2 separate regions of the Sus scrofa genome follow, and region 2 is linked to region 1. Evidence: chromatin contacts called from public HiChIP or PLAC-seq data. All regions are on one chromosome and are shown on one strand. Each heading gives the region's core, a stretch centred on a gene start, on an enhancer-like site or on the middle of the called end of the contact. The rest is flanking DNA. Distances are from core to core; before and after follow the strand shown.

Evidence for each region. HiChIP or PLAC-seq counts read pairs in DNA pulled down with a chosen protein or histone mark.
Region 2: a contact with region 1 is called in an H3K27ac HiChIP or PLAC-seq map of alveolar macrophages. The contact joins the promoter of CRYBB1 here to the promoter of HPS4 in region 1. A contact is called at or near these places in 1 of 5 promoter capture datasets (fetal skeletal muscle) and 1 of 2 datasets of contacts at active chromatin or transcription factors (alveolar macrophages).

What each region holds. Positions count from the first base shown.
Region 1 is chr14:44,068,931-44,075,168 of Sscrofa11.1, reverse strand. HPS4 (HPS4, biogenesis of lysosomal organelles complex 3 subunit 2) reads left to right here and starts at 3,492. Exons shown (of 13, transcript NM_001098589.1): 1 at 3,492-3,807; 2 at 5,696-5,786. The coding sequence starts at 3,767. SRRD (SRR1-like protein) reads right to left here and starts at 1,607. Exons shown (of 8, transcript XM_005670776.3): 1 at 1,333-1,607. The coding sequence starts at 1,502.
Region 2 is chr14:44,203,490-44,209,172 of Sscrofa11.1, reverse strand. CRYBB1 (crystallin beta B1) reads left to right here and starts at 3,116. Exons shown (of 5, transcript NM_001078681.1): 1 at 3,116-3,286; 2 at 5,052-5,170. The coding sequence starts at 3,116.

The DNA.
Region 1 (6,238 bases), core at 2,243-4,742:
TAGTCACCCCTGGCTCTCTGCCCTATCTAGGGGAGTGGGGGTGGGGACACACATAAAATTAGTCTAGATTTTTCTCAGTTGTGATGGTCCTTCAGCTGTCGATATGAAAAGGCATTAACAAATTCTGTTATTTATCGAGTCCTTAAAGGACTGCAAATAAAGACAATAATGCTGAATAACTAAAGTAGTTAAAATTTACTGAGTGCTTCCTTGGTGTCAAGCACTGTTCTAAGTGTGCTATTGATGGGATTTGGGGCAGGCTGTCCCCAAATATGCACTCTGGCATGTTGATTATTTGGAATTATAGTTACTTGAGAAGTAAAATATCCAGTGCAAGAAACAGGTGACTATCCTTTGCTCCCCTGAAAGCTGGAAATAAATCTCCCATATGAAAATATCCTTCATATGATAATTCAAGTATACAAAAAATTCCCTTGGTTCATTAATTTGCTACCCCAAGACGAAGCTCCTTTATTTTGTCACAGACAATTGTTCCTTTGTCTAAAAAGTATAAAAGCCACCTGCTTAGGCCACTTTTGAAGTGTAATATTATTATGGGATTCCTGTACATTCCTAATTAGTTTTTCCCTCCTGTTAATCTGTTTTGGGTCAGTCTGATTATTAGGCCAGCCAAAAGAACCTAGGAGGGTAGAAGAAAAATTTTTCCTCCCCAATACTACCTAAGGTGCACAGCAAGAAATGGAGCGGTGGAAGAGTGGGATAAACCAGAATAAGGCAGAGCTTTAAAGCACAAACTTTGGAGTTACCAAAGACATGGGTTTGAAATCTGGTTATCTATGAGTCTTTGAGACTGGGCTCCCCACCAGGATCCTCCCATCGCTGAGCTGCTCATATAAAGTGTCCAGAGGACTTACTTAAGCCAGTGCCAGGCACACAGTAGCTCCTCAATTAACGAATGATCATTATCAAGAAGATGAAAATCAGGTGTTCAGGTTGCCTGACCCTGAACCACTAATAACCAATATTGGCACAATATTAATACCAAACGCTGGCACTGCTTTTACCACGCGCCAGATACTGTTGGGAATGATTCACTAGTTTACTGAATCCTCAAAACAAGCCTATATAGGTACTATTTTCTTGCCCATCTCACAGATGAGAAAACTGAGGCACAAAGCTTGCATACCTTGCCCGAAGGCACGCAGCTGCAATTGCACTAAGAGGAATGACAAACTATTGAGCGCTTACTATGTATGCTTCAGTCTGTAAAGAACTCCACCTCCGTTAAATCCTACCACAATCCTCAGACTGGGACTTGGGGAGGGCTCCAAAGGCGTGAAGGTTCGGACCCAGGACCGAGCTCGTACTCACCCGGCCTCCCGGATGCGACGAAGCACGACTCCGCTGTCCACCTCTGGATCCGCTCTTAGGCTTCGGGCTACAGCCGCCGCTACTCTCCGCCGCGGACGCCGAGTTGCGGAGCGCCTTCTCCGGGGAGATGCCTCCTGCCAGGATTCCAGAGCCGCCGCCGCCGCCGCCATTGGCTCTGACTCCAGCGGCGCGCTTGGCCCTACGTCATCAGCGCGCGCCAGCTCCGCGGGAACTTTAGCGGGTGGTGGGCGCAGGTGGCTCGTGACCCTGGGACTTCACCACGGCGCGCGTAGGTACCGAGCAGGAGTCTCTGAAGCCTCCGGGTCCCGGGTCCCTGGTCCCTAACCCCGATTCCCGGGCTGCCTGGCTACTCCGGCGGGTGGGCGGTGCCGGGCGGCGCGGGGACACCGAAGGGAGGCCCCTCCGCGCTGTGACCGGGGACCAATTGACACCCTCTGGCCCCGAGCCTTTGCCCACCAATTCCAGCCTTATGGAGCTGAGGCCAGACACTTCCCAGTGCAGTCGGTGGTTGCCGATCGCTTCTTGGACCTTCGCAGTCATTAGCGCTCCGTTTCCTGCTCTGCTGGCCTACTGGGGCCATTTCCTACACCATCCCCACCATCCCCTAAGCTTTGCAGGCCACGCCTTGACTCTCCCGGTCTTTCCTACTGCTACTGCCCAAGTCAGAGCTTCTCTGGCCACATCCCAATACCTGCCCTATCCCAGGACCATTACCAACTTCTGGACCTTTCAAAAATAAGCGAGAGGAACTTGGCAGTGTAGGACCCAGTACTCTGACAACAAGGGATGGAGGTTTCAGGCTGCAGTCCTTGGATCAGCGGGCTTAGATGCCGCCTCCACAGGCATCGGAATATGCTTCAAGGTACCATGATTGTGTCCCTGTGGAGGCCCACCCCAAGGCATAGAGAGCTTACAGCCATCAAAATACAGTGATGTCCTCCCTAGGGTCTTCTCTCTACCAAAGGAGGTTTTTTTTGCCTTTTTTTTTTAGGGCCGCACTCGCGGCACATGGAGGTTCCCAGGCTGGGGGTCCAATCAGACCTACAGTTGCCAGCCTACACCTCAGCCACAGAAACAGATCCCAGCCACGTCTGTGACCTACTCCACAGCTCATGGCAATGCCGGATCCTTAACCTACCAAAAAACTCCTATTGTGTTCCTAGGAAGATGACAGATGGTGAAAAAGCATTTGAAACCTTGACGCTGGGGAGATTAAGCTTGGAGAAAGTGATAGAAGGGACACAGTTTTGAAGTGACCAGAGGGTTGTCTTGTGGAAAGATTAGACCTTGTTTTCCTGGAAAGTGTTTTCCAGACCAGTGTGTGGAGGTTAGTGGGGGGATGTGTGTGCAATTTCAGCTTGGTGGGAGGATAGATTTAATACTGTGAACTGCCTGTCTCTGGAGGGAGTAAGCCAGAGACTGGCAAGGTAGTTTTTGAAGAGGAGTCCAAGAGAGAAAGATTAGAGTAAGAGATGGCAGTGTGCCTTATGAGTCTGAAATTTCATGATGCTTTGAGTTCTCTTGCCTCTTGTGGGAGTCTGAAAGCCACTTGGTAAATTTTCTCTTTATTGTCTTTTAGAAACTTGCTCAGCTCTGGGATTCTACATGTTCAGATTATTTTGGGGGCTGTCAAGATGACAGTTCCTTAATTTGAGTCCCATTATTACTACAGCAACCACCTTATTTGTATAACTGTCCTTTATACCCAGAGCTTTTTCACACCAGTTACTTATCTTTTGTGTGACATACTGCTCAAGTAGCTACAGGACTTACTCGGAAGGCCTGCTCCCCTCTCTTTTGTATTTTGAAACATACTTTTCAACTTTCTGGAAAGCTCTTTTGAAGAAAAGCATTTGCTTCACCCTGCTGGGTCACATGCTCACTCATGGGATTCTGAAATAATCTATTCCTTGTGTTTATTTTAGGGCCAAGACACGGATGTTTAAACGGGAAGCTTCAACACTTTTTAAAAACAACCTTCAGAATGGCTTTGAACCAGACAAGCTAGAGGTTGCTTTAGAGCACTGCCCTCAGCATGCATCTCCTCTGTCAGCCTTCCTGGGCGAGAAACTCTCTGAAGGGGTTGTTCTGCAGAGGGCAGAGAGCTGATGGATTTGAATCCGATTGGTGGATTTGACTTTTCTGGTAGAATTCTCTTGCTTTATTATATTCCTTCCCAGAGTTCTGAGAGGCGTGGAGGTATTAATGGGACTGAAGGGCCTACAAGGAAGGGAAGCAGTATTTTCATGCTGAGTGAAAACTAAACAGGTGACCGTTGTGACTGGAAATACTTAAAGCTTCCCACGTCTGGATTTGCTGGATTGGGGACACAGGAACTGTCACTACTGGGGAGAAAGAAGCTAGACTGGACAAGAAAACCCAGATAAAGAGAATGAAGGCCACCGGAGAATAAATGGCCACCTCCACTTTACCAGAGACAAAGTCAGCCTCCTGGTGAGTAGCAAGGCCCTCGGTGCTCTAGTTCCTGAAAGACTGCTGAATGGATATTTGGGTGTAACTGAAAATTCTCAGGCAGATTTCCCTGACTTTTTTTTTTTTTTTTTTTTTTTTTTTTAAGTAGCCCCTTGATCTTATTAAGTGCAGGGGAGGGGAAGATTCTTTTTCCTCAGAGCAGCGAAATCAAGTGTGGGGCCATTTCTCTTCAAAGCTGATGTGTTGTAACCACATGAGCCTCTTGCAGGGTTTGGATGAGTCCAGCATGGCTGGTAGATTGTAGAAAAGACAGCTGTGGCTGGATCCTACAGCGGGCTTTGATAATACTGTGGGCACAGGACTCTTCACTTTTGAGAGACAAGAAACGGTTGCAGTGCAGAATTACCCCAGGAGAAGGGGTTTGGCCAGACTGGCTCTTGAAGGGTATTACACAACGTCTGCCCGAAACTCAGTTCCCTTCTCAAACCCAAGTGGGCTAATCCTGTCATAATTTGGTTCAGCAAACATTAATCAGGGAGATGAAAGAGAGAGGCTTGGTTTCAATAGAATGGGCAGGATGTAGTGACGGATTATATGTGTGCAGTTTGAAATGACACGCAAGTTGTTTTGTGAGCCGTGAAGAGTGGGGGCGCTTTCACCCTTTCTAACTAAAAGACTGTACCTTCTGATTGCCTTCGTCCGATTCTGCCTTCCCCTACCCCCTGCCTCTGATAAGTTCAAATAATCGGATCTCTTTTTCTAAGTTTGTTTGTTTGAGGTACAATTGACCTATAAAGCTATGTTAGTTCCTGATGCCCAAATCAGTGATTTGATATTTCTATACGTTACAAAATGTGCACCACCCAGCAGTGGTTTCTGAGTTGGGCTTGAAACATTTTTGAGGCTCTTTGATCTGCAGTTACCCTGAGGCCAGTTGCACACTGGGCTTAGGACTCAAGATTCTTAAGTGGGCTCTGCTAGAAACAGTTAGTGCCTGTCATCAGGAAGATAAGGTGGGAGCCAAGGAGGGTGGTAGGGGGAGGGCATGGTCCAGGGGAGAAGAGCAGGTGAGACAGAGCAGTCATATGCTCTGGCCTGACGTGTGCTTTCATAGATTGAGAGTTAAATCCCAGGTCCTGCCTGGGGAGTTTGCTTTGTGGTCTGAAAGAGGTAATTATACCCCTGAGTAGACCCTGAGTCTTCAGGGAAGAGTAGAGGGTTATGGAAATTGAGAAGAGAGCTTCTGGGGTGGGGGTGCTGGAAGGGGATCAGAAGTTGGATGAGGGATCGCATTAAAGGACCAGTGAGGTTTTGACAGGCAGAGAGGGGTGTGGTGCCTCTTTGGAAACTCTCAGACACCCCCACTTTTCCTGTCATAGACTCACCATCCTGAGTGAAGACTACGTTTCCCGTCTCCTTTGCTCGCCACGACCCAAGGCTGGCCTGGCAAATGTAGCACACACCACAGGCCCTTGGCAAATATGTGTTAAATGAATTCCTGGTAAACGGACTATTTCCAGAGATCGTGCCCAGCAGTCATGAGGGCACTAAGACATTCCTAACTTACTTTGTTATCAGAGCCTTAAAAGACACTTTACCAAACCACATGGTAATAGAGTTAAGGTTCAGCATCTCAAGTCAGAGGTGTCATTTCGGGCACCCAGGCTTTCCTTAGCTGCTCCTCTGTCTTTGGGGGCTGGATAGAGGCATATTTTTAGTTTGACTTGACAGCCCTCATGAAACGGTTTTATCTCTCTGTAGCTCCTGGGTTCTTTCTCCTGGGGCTATAAGAAGGCTTTTCAAATACTGAGAAATGAGCCCCTCTCTGGCTGGGCAGCAGGAAGCTGTGTTTACAAGGCCTTGCTCACGGGATGGAAGGAAACACAGCTCCCTTTTGTTCTCTTGCCAGGTGGAATTATTTTTTCCTTTATGATGGTTCCAAGGTGAAGGGAGAAGGAGATCCAACCAGAGCCGGCATCTGTTACTTTTATCCCTCTCAGGTAAGCTACACGGCATCTTCTTGTTCCCTGGGGATCCCACTGTCTTCAAGTGGTGACTTTTCAAAGGTCTATGGAAGGTTTCCATCTGGACAGTTCTCTTTGCATAATCCAGGCATTTGCCACTTCTACTCTCTTATTTTTTTTTTTTTTTTTTTTTTTTTTTGGTCTGTGCCCAAGGCATACAGAAGTTCCCAGGCCAGGGATCAATCCCATGCCACAGCAGTGACAATGCAGGGTCCTTAACCTGCTGTGCCGTCTTGGAACTCCATACTCTCTTGTTCCCAATTGTCCTATTTGTTATTGTCATGGTGTTGAGGTGCCCAGGCACCCCAGAACTTCGCTTTCTCTAGTTCTTGTTACTGTAAAGATTTTCTGTCTGTTCCCATTGGATAAAAACTTTTCTTCTAACATATGCCAAAGTGAAAAGGAGCCTATCATCAGCCTTCACATGC
Region 2 (5,683 bases), core at 1,867-4,366, 130 kb before region 1:
GCTGCCCTGTGCCTCGCTTTCCATCGAGCTCCCTTCAAGTGACCACCTAGTCCTTCCAGACTGGTTAAGGACATGTCCTGTGCCAGGACCTAGCTGGTGCCAGAGCCGCATGGTAACAAGAAATGCTGGCCCGGGGGCTTCCCAGATGCAGCTCTGAGGCAGGCAGTCATATTCTTGGCCACCAGCTCCGTCCTTGGCGTCAGGTAATGGTGGGAGGGGCTACAAGCAGGTCAGGAAAGTGTATGTGTTTGGGGGGTGGGGGGGGCAAATGTGGGCAGAGGAACAGGACATGGGCCTTGAATGTTCAGCCCACCTGGGCACAGAGGGATTCCCTGTCCCCCATCCCTCCCACTAGAGCTAAAAGCAGGAAGTCAGGCCAGCCACAAGAGCGTGAGGACAAAATATAGAGGCACCTGAACCCTCCTGCCTGGGTTCCTGGCTCTGACCTCTCTGTACCCGGTTTTGCTCATCTGCCAAATGCGTATAAGGAAAGGACCAAATAAGGGGGGGGGGGTTGTCCTGGGAATTGACCCAGCTGGCGAGGGTAATGTATTTGGAGCTGCTCGTGGTCCCTTTCTTTGCCATATCCCATAGGGACACCTGTGCCACTTGTAACTGCAGATGCGGAGGTCTCTTTCGGTAGAGACTTGCCAAAAGCCACACAGCGCACAGCGGCTGGGCCTGGAATCAAACCTGGATCTCCTACCTTCGGAGGGTTCCCCCTTTCCCTGACCCCATGGGCCCATCCCCGGTCAGGGTTTGAGAGCATAACGTCAGGATAGGGGCCAGGCAGAGGCCAGGCGAGGTGGCTGCTGGCCAGGGTTTCTGCTGTGCATGCTGGGCCCACAATGGAAAGTGCTGCTCTCTGCAATAACCTGGCTGGGTTGGGGCTTGGGGGGCCCCTACTCCCTGCCTGGGGCCTGCTGAGCCAGCTCCCCTTTTGTGCCACAGACCACAGGGTTTGGTGTCTGCCAGACTATAAAATGGGGGGTCGGCCCCTAGTCACCCAATGCACCAGCCTGCCCGCCTGCCTGTCCTCCAGCAGGAAGTAGCAGGTCCCCAGGTAAGAGGGGACCCACTGCTGTAAGAGCCCCGGGGGAGGGGAGAGGAGAGGGGAGGCAGAGACATCAGAGACAGAAGGGAGTCAGAGAGACAGGTTATCAGGAGAAAGGCAGACAGAGAAGAAAAGATAAAAATAGAGACAGGCAGAGGGAGGAAGGGAGGAAAAGAGAGAGAAGAAAGATAAAGAACAGAGAGAGAGAGAGATGCAGAGGTACTGGGAGGTACTGGGAGGCAGAAGGGTAGGCACAGAGAGAAGTAGACAGAAATAAAGGCAGGGAGGGAGTTCCCCAGTGGAGCAGTAGGTTAAGGATCCAGTGTTGTCACTGTAGCAGCTCAGGTCGCTGTGATGGCTCTGGTTCAATCCCTGGCCTGGGAACTTTCATAGGCCTAGGTGTGGCACACCCCCCTCAAAAAAAAAAAAGAAAGAAAGGCGGGGGCGGAGGGGGGGGAGAGAAATGAGGAGGGGATGTTGAGAGAGAGAGGATATTGATGGAATTAACCGCATCTCCAGGAAGGAACCCAGCTACCCACCCAGGGGAACGTTGAGTCACAGACTGACTTCCAGGGATGTGGGATAAGTAAGAGCCTGGAAGCCACGGATGTGGCCCAGATGTCTGGCCTGCCCATGGTGGGCAAGGCAACCCAGGGTCACAACAGCCTTTGTCAGGGCAGGGATCTGCTTGCCCCAAGCAGCTCTTCCTAACAGAAAGTGTTCTGGAATCTGCTGCCAGAGGGTCTTGGACTCCCTGGTAACTGTCTCCAAAATTAAAGAGGACGTTTTTCCCCTTGGGACCAGGACAAGGAGTTCTTCCAACACTCAAAGTGTCCATGACTCCAAGATAACAAGGAGCCACTGGAATTGACCAAAGCCCTCTCCACCCAACGCCTACACAGCCACATCCCTCCTTTTAGAACCCGGACCCACACTAAACTGTCCTCCTTTCCACCCCAGTCCCAGGCCTGTGTCTGCCCACCCCCCACCCTACTCATCCCCAGACAGTGCCAGAGGTGGCAGTTTAACCAGGATGGGAGAGAGGAACGTACATTCATTCAATCTCTTGAACAAATGTTAGTTGAGCATCTCCATGTGCCCAGTGCTGAGCCAGGTGCTGGAGATGGAAGGATGAATAAGTCAGAATAAGGATCTGGCAAAGCCTGGTTGCTGGGTTTGTCTGCTTGAGTTGAAATAGGAGTCCTGCAGAGTCCCCGTTGCACTGCCACTGTGGCAGTAACAAACCCGACTAGTATCCATGAGGACTCAGGTTTCAAGCCCTGGCTTTGCTCAGGGATCCTGCATTCCTGTGAGCTGCTGTAGGTCATACACACGGCTCAGATCTCGTGTTACTATGGCCATGGTGTAGGCCGGCAGCTACAGCTCTGAAGCCTGGGAACTTCCATATGCTGCCAGTGCAGCTCTTAAAAAAAAAGAAAGAAAGAAAGAAAGAAAAGAAGAAAAAAAAAAGAAAGAAAAGAAGAAAAAAAAAAAATAGAAAGACATTGGAGTCCTACCACTTAGGAGCTGTGTGGACTTGGGCAGGTCACCTCCCCTCTCTGAGCCTCAGGTTGCTCAGAGGAGATAATCTAGCTGCTCCTTCATGAGTTCATGGTGAGGGACAGATGCATTTGTTCATGAATGTGGACTCTCCCAAATGGTGCTTCTTGTTATGAATCTGCTGAGGCAAAATGAAGTTGCCCATTTATCACATACACAAGAAGTGTGATAAATGGTATGAAGCATGGAGAGTGACTCCAGGGGGCAAAGCAAAGACGTAGCAGGGGGACGCAAGGTAGAAGGGCGGACAGGGCTGATGGAAGCATGTCAAAGTCATTAGCCCGAAAGAAGGCATAACGCGGAAAGAGTGGTTCCCAGCCAGGAAACCCTTAACTATCGGGACAGAAAACCTCAAGGCTTTCGAAGAAGAGGGGACAAGAATTCAAAAAAGCCTGAATATACCGGGGGATGGGGGATGCGAGCCAGGAGGCAGCTTGAGGGTGCCGCCCCTGAGTGAACCCAGGCCGAAGGTTTCTTCACAGATTTTTGCAGGTGGGAACCATGTCTCAGCCTGCGGTCAAGGCCTCGGCCACAGCTGCGGTGAACCCAGGGCCTGATGGGAAGGGGAAGGGGGCCCCGCCCCCCGGACCAGCCCCGGGCTCCGGCCCCGCCCAGGCTCCAGCCCAGCCAATGCCCGCTGCCAAAGGGGACCTGCCTCCCGGGAGCTACAAGGTGCGGACCTGGGCCAGGGACTGGGCTCCACCCGCGTGCTTCCTCTCTCTCCTCCCTTTCCCTCCCCCTCTTCCCCGCCCTCTCCAGCCGGTCTGCCCACCCGGCTTGCACCTGCTGGGGAGTTTGTCAAGCAAGAAACAGGAGAAAAGAAAGCAAGAAAGCGGGCTGGTTTAGCAGTAGGTAATGCCTGTCCCGACAGGTTTTCTAAGGCAGAGGGACAGCCTCAGATGCTCCTGAAAGGTGTTCCCAGCGGTTGGTCAGGCTGAAAATGCGCCTGGAAAGCAAGGCATCCAGTCCCCTGGGATTGGGTTAGGTTGGGTTTCAACCTCGGGGACACAGAACTGGGTCATTGCACCACCCTTGGTTCATGACACGCTCGCGTGCGGTCCACACATGGCCAGCTTTTAATTATGTAGTCGTTTAACTAATGGGTTCATTTCTATTTAATTTTTAATAATACAACATGCACCTGCAAACCCACCACTTATATATGAAAAGCCAGGATTTGGTAAACATTCACTAAATCCAAAGTGCCTCCCACCCCCCAACTCTACCCCCACCCCCATCCCCACCACTCCACTCCCCACCCCACCCCGCCCCTGTGAGCCCATCACCCTCCTCCCCTACTGGAGGCAACTGCCATCCTCACGCCAGTCCATCGTTCCATCATCTGCTTGCTTGCTTTTTTGTGTACTCTGATGCAGTGTTCCTGTAAAGGTATGTGTTTATACTTTGTTTTTAACTTACTGAAATACACTGTATGTCATTGTTTTTCTTTTTACTCCCTATGAGATTTCTAATAGTCATTCATACCGTTGAGCACTGCTGTGGTCATTGGTTTGGGTCGCTGTGCGATGTTTCAAAGTGTGACCATCCCTCCTGATGCTCATCTGGGTGGGTGCTAGCTTTGCTGTGTTTCCGGGCACACCAAGGAGTTTCTCTTGGGCGGATAGGTGTAGGAGTGAAAAGCCTGGGTATGTGACCCTCCCTGCCTTTTACAGCTGGGAAACAGGCTCAGAGAAGGCCAGCACTTGGCTCTGTTCAAGTGAATGGCAAAATTTTCCCAACTTGGGACAAAAGGCGAGTAAAACCCAAAATTTGATGCTTAGTGAGAGGAGGGAGCGAGCCCATGTTTATACAGGGGCACCTGCTTCTGGCTTCCCCTATGGTTTGGTGGGTAGACTGGCACCAGCATCAGCTCTGTGGCAGGAAATGGACCTGGGAGATACAGAACTGGATCCAGCCCATTGGTCTTTTTTTGGAGGGGCCAAGTGAAGGGGAGAGGGGTGCATAGAGAGACCCAGCAGCAAAGCAGCACTGACTGTGTAGTATATTACTTGTGCTGCTGATGGGATGAGCCCAGTGAGGGCGGGCACTTGACCAAGCTCACCTGAGGAGATGGTATCAGGGAAGACTTCCTGGAGGAGGTGATGTCTGAACCTAGAACAAGGCAGAGGACATGAGCTCCAGGATGGGGCTGTGTGATGGAGCGGGCATTCCAGGCAGGAGGAACAGCATGGATAAAGGTCTGGAAGAAAGATCCATCAGTTCCTAAGGATGGTACAGATACGAAGTTCAGAAGTGGAGGGAAGGCAGGACAGGGTCATGTCATAGACCTTGGCTCATGGCAAGCTCCCATGTGATCTGGGCATAGCCTGCTTTTATCTACGTATAGGCTTAAAGCATATTTGGCATGGAGCCTCTCCAGTTTGGTGGTACTTCCCCCTCACTTTGCCCCCTCTGCATGGGGGCGTCTCTCCTGCAGCTGGTGGTCTTTGAGCAAGAGAACTTCCAGGGCCGGCGGGTGGAATTCTCCGGGGAGTGCTTGAACCTGGGAGACCGGGGCTTTGACCGAGTGCGCAGCATCATTGTCACCTCAGGACCGTGAGTATTGGGTGGAGAAGGGGGCATTACAAGGTCATGGTAAAATAATCATGACCAAACAACAGTAGCTGCCATTTACTGGCCACCTGCCCCACCCTGTGTCTGTCACTGTGCTAGCAGAGACACATGCAGTCATCTCTTGATATAATTCCATGGATGTTCAAGTTCCTTGTATAAGATTGTGCACGTAGTACAGCTGGACCTCTGTATCCATGGATGCTGAATCCATGGATAGGGGGGCCAACTGTACCTTCTTTCCAGTACTTGTTTCAAACCCAAGAGAAAAGAAAGAGAGGCATTATTCTCCTTCCCATTTTACAGGTGATGAAACTGAGGTTCAGAGAGGTGATTTGATTAGCATAAAGTCACGCCAACAGTAAATCATGATTCTAGGCTCCAGTGAAATGTTGTTTCTGCTATAGAAGGAGCCCCTCCTGTCACTCATGGCAGAAGGAGGCCAGAGAGCCAGGTTTCCATTAGGTGTCCCCTCTCCCGGGCTTCAAGCAGCCTTAA